Regions from separate parts of the Mus musculus genome. Here all the other regions are linked to region 3. The links are chromatin contacts, called in public ChIA-PET and HiChIP or PLAC-seq maps. All regions are on one chromosome and are shown on one strand. The core of a region is the stretch at or near the end of the contact, and the rest is flanking DNA. Distances in the headings are between cores, read along the strand shown.

What was found. ChIA-PET counts read pairs in DNA pulled down with a chosen protein or histone mark. HiChIP or PLAC-seq counts read pairs in DNA pulled down with a chosen protein or histone mark.
Region 1: a contact with region 3 is called in an RNA polymerase II ChIA-PET map of memory CD8 T cells, with 62 read pairs. The contact joins the enhancer-like site here to the promoter of Ninj1 in region 3. A contact is called at or near these places in 1 of 39 promoter capture datasets (cranial neural crest), 3 of 484 Hi-C or Micro-C datasets (the G1E-ER4 cell line, liver and olfactory sensory neurons) and 3 of 115 datasets of contacts at active chromatin or transcription factors (memory CD8 T cells, oligodendrocyte precursor cells and pancreatic cancer cells).
Region 2: a contact with region 3 is called in an H3K27ac HiChIP or PLAC-seq map of embryonic stem cells, with 2.3 times the contacts expected there. The contact joins the enhancer-like site here to the promoter of Ninj1 in region 3. A contact is called at or near these places in 5 of 39 promoter capture datasets (cranial neural crest, embryonic stem cells, frontonasal cranial neural crest and 2 more), 1 of 15 datasets of contacts at CTCF or cohesin (embryonic stem cells), 3 of 484 Hi-C or Micro-C datasets (adipose-derived mesenchymal stem cells, cerebellum and cerebral cortex) and 7 of 115 datasets of contacts at active chromatin or transcription factors (bone marrow-derived macrophages, embryonic stem cells, extraembryonic endoderm stem cells and 2 more).

Annotation. Positions count from the first base shown.
Region 1 is chr13:48,927,824-48,930,523 of GRCm38.p6, forward strand. All of the region lies in intron 5 of Fam120a (family with sequence similarity 120, member A), which reads right to left. Among named protein-coding and RNA genes, the nearest start is that of Fam120a, 39 kb to the right of the region's middle. Within about 2 kb of position 1,273, at least 36 of the 459 cell types and tissues checked have an H3K27ac peak or open chromatin away from gene starts, as enhancers often do. A contact at or near this core is called in liver and memory CD8 T cells, where this site is marked.
Region 2 is chr13:48,781,712-48,784,411 of GRCm38.p6, forward strand. No RefSeq gene overlaps it. Among named protein-coding and RNA genes, the nearest start is that of Gm36784, 75 kb to the left of the region's middle. Within about 2 kb of position 1,325, at least 92 of the 459 cell types and tissues checked have an H3K27ac peak or open chromatin away from gene starts, as enhancers often do. A contact at or near this core is called in adipose-derived mesenchymal stem cells, where this site is marked.
Region 3 is chr13:49,186,211-49,188,910 of GRCm38.p6, forward strand. Ninj1 (ninjurin 1) reads left to right here and starts at 1,319. Exons shown (of 4, transcript NM_013610.3): 1 at 1,319-1,427. The coding sequence starts at 1,353.

The DNA of each region.
Region 1 (2,700 bases), core at 23-2,522, 260 kb before region 3:
AGAGTAGCTTTGACAATTTTAACCCTCTGACCAAGAGTGTATAGTTCATTTACTTAAATGTGGTGTTTGAATGAGAATCATAGCCCCTCTCCCTCCCCCTCCCCTCACCCCATCCCCAGGCTCAAACATGTGAATACTTAATCCCCAGTTGGTGGAAGGATTAGGTATGGCCTTACTGGAGAAGGTGTGTTATTGAAGCAAGCTTCTCAAGTCAATGCCATTCCATAGTAGCACTCTGCCTCCCACTTCTGGATCAGATGTGTACAATTGCTTCAGTGCCCAGCCTGCCTGCTGCCTTACTCCCTGCCACAATGGTCATGGTCTCATCCTCTGGAACTTAAAAGACACTTAGCCATGGTGTCTCTCCACAGTAGCAGAAAGGTAGCTGAGATAATAAGGACCCTAGCTTCACTCATGCAGCTTTGGAATGTCCCTGAGCACTCGCCAATGTTCATATAACTAGTAGGGCATTAGGGCTTGCATTACCACTTTAAGCCACAAATTGTGAGAACTCAAGTCTTTCTCATACTTGTGTTCAGAGTGGTAACTCACAACAAGCTATAACTGGCAGTGTGCAGGGACACAAACCACTGTATGCCAACACACAGCACTGCGAATGTGTGGAAGCTGACAGATAACTTCCTACAGTCAGTCAGTTCTCCTCTCCCATTATACAAGTTCTGGGGAATCCAACTCGGGAAGGCAGCTGCATCAGCAGGGCCTTTACCTTTATCAGCCAAGCCTTCTCAATAACCTATATGCTTACTTTAAAAATCTCTAGGCCGGACAAAGACATTACCTGAACACATTCTTTTCTCATTCTCCAACAATACCCAAACCACTAGAGTTCACTGCTGAATGCTTGCCTAGAATACTTGGGCTCTGGGACTGATTCTCTAGCACCTCAAAGCAGAAGAAAAACAAGAATGAGAGCCAGGCGTGGTGGCACACGCCTTTAATCCCAGCACTCGGGAGGCAGAGGCAGGCGGATCTCTGAGTTCGAGGCCAGACTGGTCTACAGAGTGAGTTCCAGGACAGCCAGGCCTGCACAGAGAAGGCCTGTCTCGAAAAACAAAAAAACAAAAAACAAAAATCAAAACAAAACAAACAAACAAACCAACCAAGAATGAGGTGAGGAATGGTTGTCAAAGGGAAGTTTTTTGTTTCGTTAGTTTTCTGGTTCAGCTTCTGACATCTCTGCAAAGTCTGACATTGGAAGCTTGGCCCCAGGATATTAGTCCTGAAAGGGTAAGGGTTTTTGTGTTTGTTTTGTTTGTTTTTAATCAGATCAGGCCCAGAGAGAGAGCCCTCATAAGTTCAAGGTGCTGCCCTTTGAAAAGATTATTACACAAAATGGAACTGAAATCTCAGCCAAGTCTATCCGTCTATCCACAAACACTTAAATATCATTTAATGACTGAAAACATGAATGTACTTCACAGACATTCTAACTTAATTTAGAATTCACCTTGTTTACATAAGATGCCAAGACATGCCACTAGCCTTGATCAATGTACAATGTCATGTGTACAGTCAGTATTCCCAAAGTATTGTAAGGATATCCTGGTAACTGTTATCCCAGAAATCCCAGGGGATACCACTGTCCAAGTCCTTTCTGTATAATGTATAGAACCTACACACAGAGAATCTGTGCATAGAATCTATCCACAGAGCCTGTATGCCCCCTCCTGTACACCTACAGAGAAAGACTAAGAACAGCAAAGACTAAATAACTGCAAGGCAAATGCTATGCAAAGAGTTGCTATACTGCATTATTTGGGGGAATGATAGAGGAAAAAAGAAAAATCAGTACATTTTCCACACAATTTCCTTTTCAAACTCTTTAGAAACTCAGATATAAAAAGCAGATACTGCTTTTCACCTCACTTCCTGTTCCTGGATGCCCTGTGAGTGCTGTGTTGTTCACACAATCTCCGGTAACTACTCAGACTGCAGCTGCTGCTTCCTGACCCAGGTACTGTGGTTTCATGTGGTGGACACTTGGTCCTCAGTTTGGTGCTACTGAAGGTGATGGATGGGTGAAATCTTCAAGCCCTGGAGCACAGTGGGAGCCACTAAAGGCCCATCGATGGGCTTGTGGACCCATCTGTCTCTCACTTCCAGTCTCAGAGTATGCTCTCTGTCACAGCACAGAACTGCCACTGTGGTCCCATGTGCTATGACGTCCTCACTAGAGCTGAGCTGAGCCCAGTGCCACAGCCTTGAGTTTCCAGAAGTGTCAGCTAAATAAGCATTTTTATTTAGCTGGTTGGTGGTGGTGCATGCTTTTAATCTCAACACCCAGGAGGCAGGGGCAAGTGGATATCTGGATTCAATGCCAGCCTGGTCTATTGATCAAATTCCAGGACAGTCAGAACTACACAAAAAAACCTTGTCTTGAAAAATAAAAACAAACAAAAAGAAACAAAACAATTTTTGGCTTATTTTGTTACATGTGTGCCATGGTGTGAAGTTTGAGGGAAAGTTGGGGGAGGTGGTTCTTTGCTTCCACTGTGTTGAGATCTGGGGATGGCACTCAGGTCTTCAGGACTGGAAACAGATCACACCTTTTCCCTGTGATCCACCTCGACAGCCCAGTCTTTGTCTTTAGAAATGTTATTCAGCTTGAGATATTCTGTTACTGTAGTGAAAACCAAACATCTTCCTGCTTCCTCCAACTGTCAGCACTCTAACCCCGAG
Region 2 (2,700 bases), core at 75-2,574, 400 kb before region 3:
ACAAAGACATGGGGAGAAATAGATTCTGAGGTGACCATGGTCCCCAAGGGACTTGAAGAAACGGAGTGCAGAATGGGAGGAGCCCCACACGCCCATTGGCAAGATCTGGGGCTTAGCTCACTAAGGTTGCTAAACAAAATGCCAGAGGCTGGACCAGTTATTAAGATCAGAGATTGGTTTCTCATGGTTCTGGAGGCTGGGAGGTAAGGATGAAGGCACCAGCAACACCTGAGCCTGCAAGGGTTGGTCTCTGCTCCCAAGGCTTCATCCTCCAGAGGTGGAAACACTGGAGTCTCAAATGTCAGGAGACAGACAAGTCAGTGAGCTGAGTCCGTAAGAAGAGCATCAATCCCATCAGAAAGGAGGGAGTTCTCAAATAATCATCTCTTCTTTATCTCTCTCAGTCACTCTTTGTGTGTGGGGTGTGCATGATCATGTGTATACTCATGTGTGTGGAGGCATGATCATGTGTGGGTTCATGTGTGTGGAGGCATGATCATGTGTGGGTTCTTCTGTGTGTGTGTGTGTGTGTGTGTGTGTGTGTGTGTGTGTGTGTGTAGGTATGTGGAGTCCAGAGGTTGTCATTGGATACCTTACTCAATTGCCCCCCACCTTACATATTAAGGCAGGGTCTCTCACTTGAACCCAGAGCTTGAGAATTTGGCGAACTTAGCCTAGTCGCTTCTGAGCTCTCCCGTCTCTTCCTCCTGAGTGCTGGGCTTGCAGGTGGGCTGCTACATCCACCCAGCACTTAAGCGGCTGCCTGGGACCCAAACTACAGTCCTCTCTCACACTGCTGCTGGGGCCAGTGCTGCTCAGCCCCAGATCTATGCTGCGCTCCAGCTTGGCCTTTGAGGGATGCTCCAGTTGAGCCTGACAAGAGGCAGGAAGGTTAGAAAGCAAGAAGGCCCCCTCCAGATTCGATGTGAGCCACAACCCTGAAAGCCAGACCACTGTAAGGCTTCCACGTCCACCAAAAGTCAGAGCTGGTGATGTCCTGTGAGCTCAGGGCGCCAGAACACACAGGCTTGGGGGAAGTGGGCAGGGCAGAGCGGTCCAGAGGCCACAGCCTCTCTGCTAAAGCCAGGGCAGGAATCCAGAGATGTAGTGACTATGAAGCGCACCAAGGCCGGCCGGCTAAGAAGCTACCAGCTCCCTGTTGCCAGGAGGAAGCCCTTCTGGGAGCCCAGCCTCTGTCTGGGCATGTGTTAGACCTTGAAGCCCAGGGGCGGAGCCGCGGGCTGCAGGCCTAGGCAGTAGTCGGGAGGGGTGGCATGCAGAGGCTGCGGGGTGGAGCCGGGTTCTGTTGCAATTACCCGTAAGCCTGGTGTTTACACGGGGTTTACAGGGAATTCAAAGCATATCTTCCTGTTGCTCTGGCAGCCGAGGCGTATCAAGTGCGTTCAAAAGGGCCGAACCACGTTCGCCAAAATAAGAACCAAATGGCTGAGTAATTTCCACCAGAGAAGAACTTATTCTCGCAATTGCACGGTCTATTTAGCGTGCTTTCATAAAACCTTTTAACGAATCAGCTCAGAACCCTCCCCAACTGCAGGGCCCACCCCACCTCTCGGGCTTGGATTTCCAAACACAGGTAGGCCTCTGAGATTGGATGCAGACCTCCTGCCCAGCACCAGCGAATGAAAGCCCCAGGAGATAGAGGTTCCTGCCTCAGAGGAAACCCCAATGGAGTCGGGAACAGAACATGGCTTTCTAGGAAAATCTAACAACCAAACAACAGGTCAACCCTGTGACACCAAGGGCTCAGCCTGGAGAACCTGGAAAGGCTTCTTGGAGGATGCAATCTTGCCACACAAAATCAGGGAGGGAAAGGGCCCAGCTGACCAAGGTGGAAGGGAGGACTTGACGATCAAGCCTCTGGAAGATGCTGGTGTGGGGGACAGGGAGTAGATAGTTGTATACAGTCTGCCCATGGGAGAGAAGAGGCACAAGGCTTTCGTGCCAGCTTTTGGCTGGCACAGACCATGGTCTTTCCCTGTTGGACATGACTTTCAAAATGGGCTTGAGCTCAGAAAGGAGGCAGGGACATGGGCAGAAGTGTTAAAAAAAAAATCAACTTCCTTGTGCTAAGTGAACCATAGTTCAAGGGTAGAATGCTTTTCTATGCACAGGCTAAGTCCTGGGCTCCATCCCTAGTGTTGCCAAAACACAATTGAGGTGTGAACTAGGTGCTGTGGAATTGACTCTGAAGACTTGGTTTTGGCCACCACCTCTGTGATGGTGGGGAGCTCTTTCAAGAACTTCCTGAAGCCTGTACTACAGGGCTCACCTCTCCCTCCCATGTTGCTCAGGGCCAGTGTTACCTGGCCCCAGCCTCAAACCCACACAGCTGTCCTTTCTGGCTTCTTTGAAGGAAGCCATTATCTGCTCAGCCTTTCCTAACACAGCAGACCCATCGCATACAGACAGATGGGTTTTCTCGCCCACATCTACCCTACTTAGGTGTTTGGGTTTCTCCACCTAAGTCATAAACTCTGGGCTATAGTTTCTCACTTCTCTGGGAAAGACGTCCCGCCCCTCCCCCGAGCTTGGATGGCCCTTCCATGTGTTTAATTTAACCAGCACAATGTCTCACGCAGTGGGCCTGCTTCCTCCCCCACCTGAACTGCCCAAGAGTAATTTCTGGGTTGATCACTCTAATGCGAGCCTAATGGATGGAAGCTTAGCAGAGCGGTCATT
Region 3 (2,700 bases), core at 69-2,568:
GAACTTGCTCTGTAGACCAGGCTGGCCTCGAACTCAGACATACACCTGTCTCTGCCTCCAAGTGCTGGGATTAAAGGCTTGTGCCACCACCTCTACCACCAGGCTGGCTCCATTTCTTATTTCTAATCCTCTTCCTTCTGGATGTGAGACAGGGGACAGAGGGTCCGCAGGTTCACTTGGCCTTTAGCAAACTCCAGCCTTATGCTAAGACACAAGCTGGCAAGAAGGGTCATAAAGAGAAGGTGAACCACTCCATCAAGGAACGGTAGTTCTGAGCCCCAGCTTGTAATCTCCCTAAGAGTCTCATCGTCCTTATTCCTTCTGAGACTCTAGGAGATACCAGGAGAGGAGTGTGGCACCCCTGAGGCCAGGCAAAGCATGGGGCCTGAGAGTGAGGCCAGGGTGGGAAGGAAGAAGGCACAGCAACTGGCTTTTACTCCTGCATCTAGTGTGTCTCCTCGGACGACAGCACCCCATCACACTCCATCTAGCTTCCTAGGCCAGGAAAAGACATGGTACTGGGGCACAAAGGTCCATTGGGCCACGAACTGCAGTAGCCAACCAACACGTCATACCCTTGGAGTATAGATGTCAGGGCTATGATGTCAGCTTCTTCTGGACACTAAAGCTGTTGTGCTTCCCTCTGGTCCCTGGTCTCTCTTGGAGGGTGGTGTGGGAGGCAGGAGAGTCCCGGAGAGCGGAATGCCAGCCTTCTCCACCAGTGCCAGCCACACGCAGGCTCTGCACAGTGGGGTGCTGGCTGCAAGCTAGACCCAGAGCAAGAGGCTCTCCCTCATATGTTCTATTCTCCAGGCAGAACAGCTGAGGGCTCTAAAGTGGAAACCTGGAGTAACCGTTGACACCCTTTTCCTGTGTTGAGTTACCCTGAAGGGACTTACAGCCTCAGGGCGTGTCCTCCCCAAGGAAAAAACCTCAGCACGGGGCAGCATGTGCCTCGCCCTTGGCCTCACTTTTAAACAGATCAAGTGCTTATGTTCAAAGTTCAGAGGGGGGCCCGTTTGATCAACAACTTTGAGACAGGGTCCCTGGGGACCCCCGATGTCATCGCGAGGACAGGCGCTGGGCTGCTTGCCCTAGCCATCGTGAAGGAGCCTGAGAATTGGGGACATCAAGGCCGCTGGAGAAGTGCTATCCTGCTCAGGCGCGATTCCAGCAGCTGGCGTCTAGGCCCCGGCCCGCCCCGGGTGGAGGCGGAGTCCGGGGGCGGCCGCGCGCGGGGGGCGTGTCGGGGGCGGGCCGGGGGCGGGCCGGGGGCGGGCGCACAGCCGTAGCCCGTGGCGGAGGCGCGGGTGCGCTCAGGCCGTGTGCTGGGCGGCCCGGGCGGCCGCACCATGGAGTCGGGCACTGAGGAGTATGAGCTCAACGGCGACCTGCGCCCGGGCTCCCCCGGTTCCCCCGACGCCTTGGTAAGCTCTCAGCACCTCCTGCCCCGGCTGCTGTGTGACCTTGGCCGGCGCCGCCCTCTCTGGGCCCGGCACGTCAGCGGGCACCTGTGGGCGTCTGGCCCGGTTTCGCGCGGCGTCCGCACTGCGGGGGGTGGTGGTGGCCGCTGCTTCCGGGCAAAGTCGTGCTTGACCTGTCTCTAGCGCAAGTGGTGGCCCACGGGTCTGGGGCCAGCACAGCAGGTAGGCAGAGGCGCCGGGCGGTCTAGCTTGCTGCCGTCGCCCCGCTGTGCAGAGCCCGCGTCTGGCTGGCACCACTCCTCGGGTGGAGAAGGCTGGCATTCCGCTCTCCGGGACTCTCCTGCCTCCCACACCATCCTCCAACTTCCAACGCCTCCGGGCTGTCTCCTGCGTGCCTTGGGGTGGGCGGGAGAAGAGTCACCGCCTCCTGGTTGGAAGCTAGCATCAGGCAGACAGCTACGTCACCACACGGTGACCACACGGTCGTCTGCAGCAGTGATAAGGGGGAAACCCGTGGCTGTGTCTCTGCTGCTGTCACCTGCCTATGAAAAACAGAACGCCACCCTCTCGATCGTCAGGGTGCTAGTTCTAGGACTGTAAGGACCTGCCTCGAGTTTGCTCTGCCTAGCCTGCTAAGGCCACAGCGATGGTCGGATGCCTGTGTCGAGGGACCATCTTTCCTGACCCCTCACCTCATAGTCTACCTCCGGGGCAGGGCCTGAGCATGCCAGGGCCGAGCCTTCACTTGTACCACCCCGCATGGCCCTCTGTCCCTCGGTGACATGTTGACTTTGGACATTCCTTCTATTTCCGACCCCCCCCCCCAGGGATGGGGTGGAGTGGGGTGGGGAATTGCACCAGGCTGGGATTTTCCACAAGTCTTTGCGGTGCAAAATAAACCAGAACAGAGACTTTCTGCCCAGGTCCATATAGTGGAAACAGGGAACACCAACGTCTCCTGGGACTACTTCAGGTGTGCCAGCTGAGACTTGGGCTCTGCCAAAATGTGTGAACACTCCGGAAGCAGTGGGCCAGGGACACCCCGGGCTGAGTTCCTTTAGGGAGCCCATCAACTGTCTGGGCCTTTTGTATGTGGGTCTACAATAAAGAACCAGTGATCTCTAGGCCTTTAAGGACAAGGGATGCAAATCAGGAACAGGTGGGCCCGTGGTTCAGCTGCGGATTTGAAGGGAAACTGGCTGTCTCTGAGCAGCAGCCTCCCCCTTCAGCTCTGCAGACAGCTGGATCAGCTGTGCCTCCCAAGAGAATTCTGAGC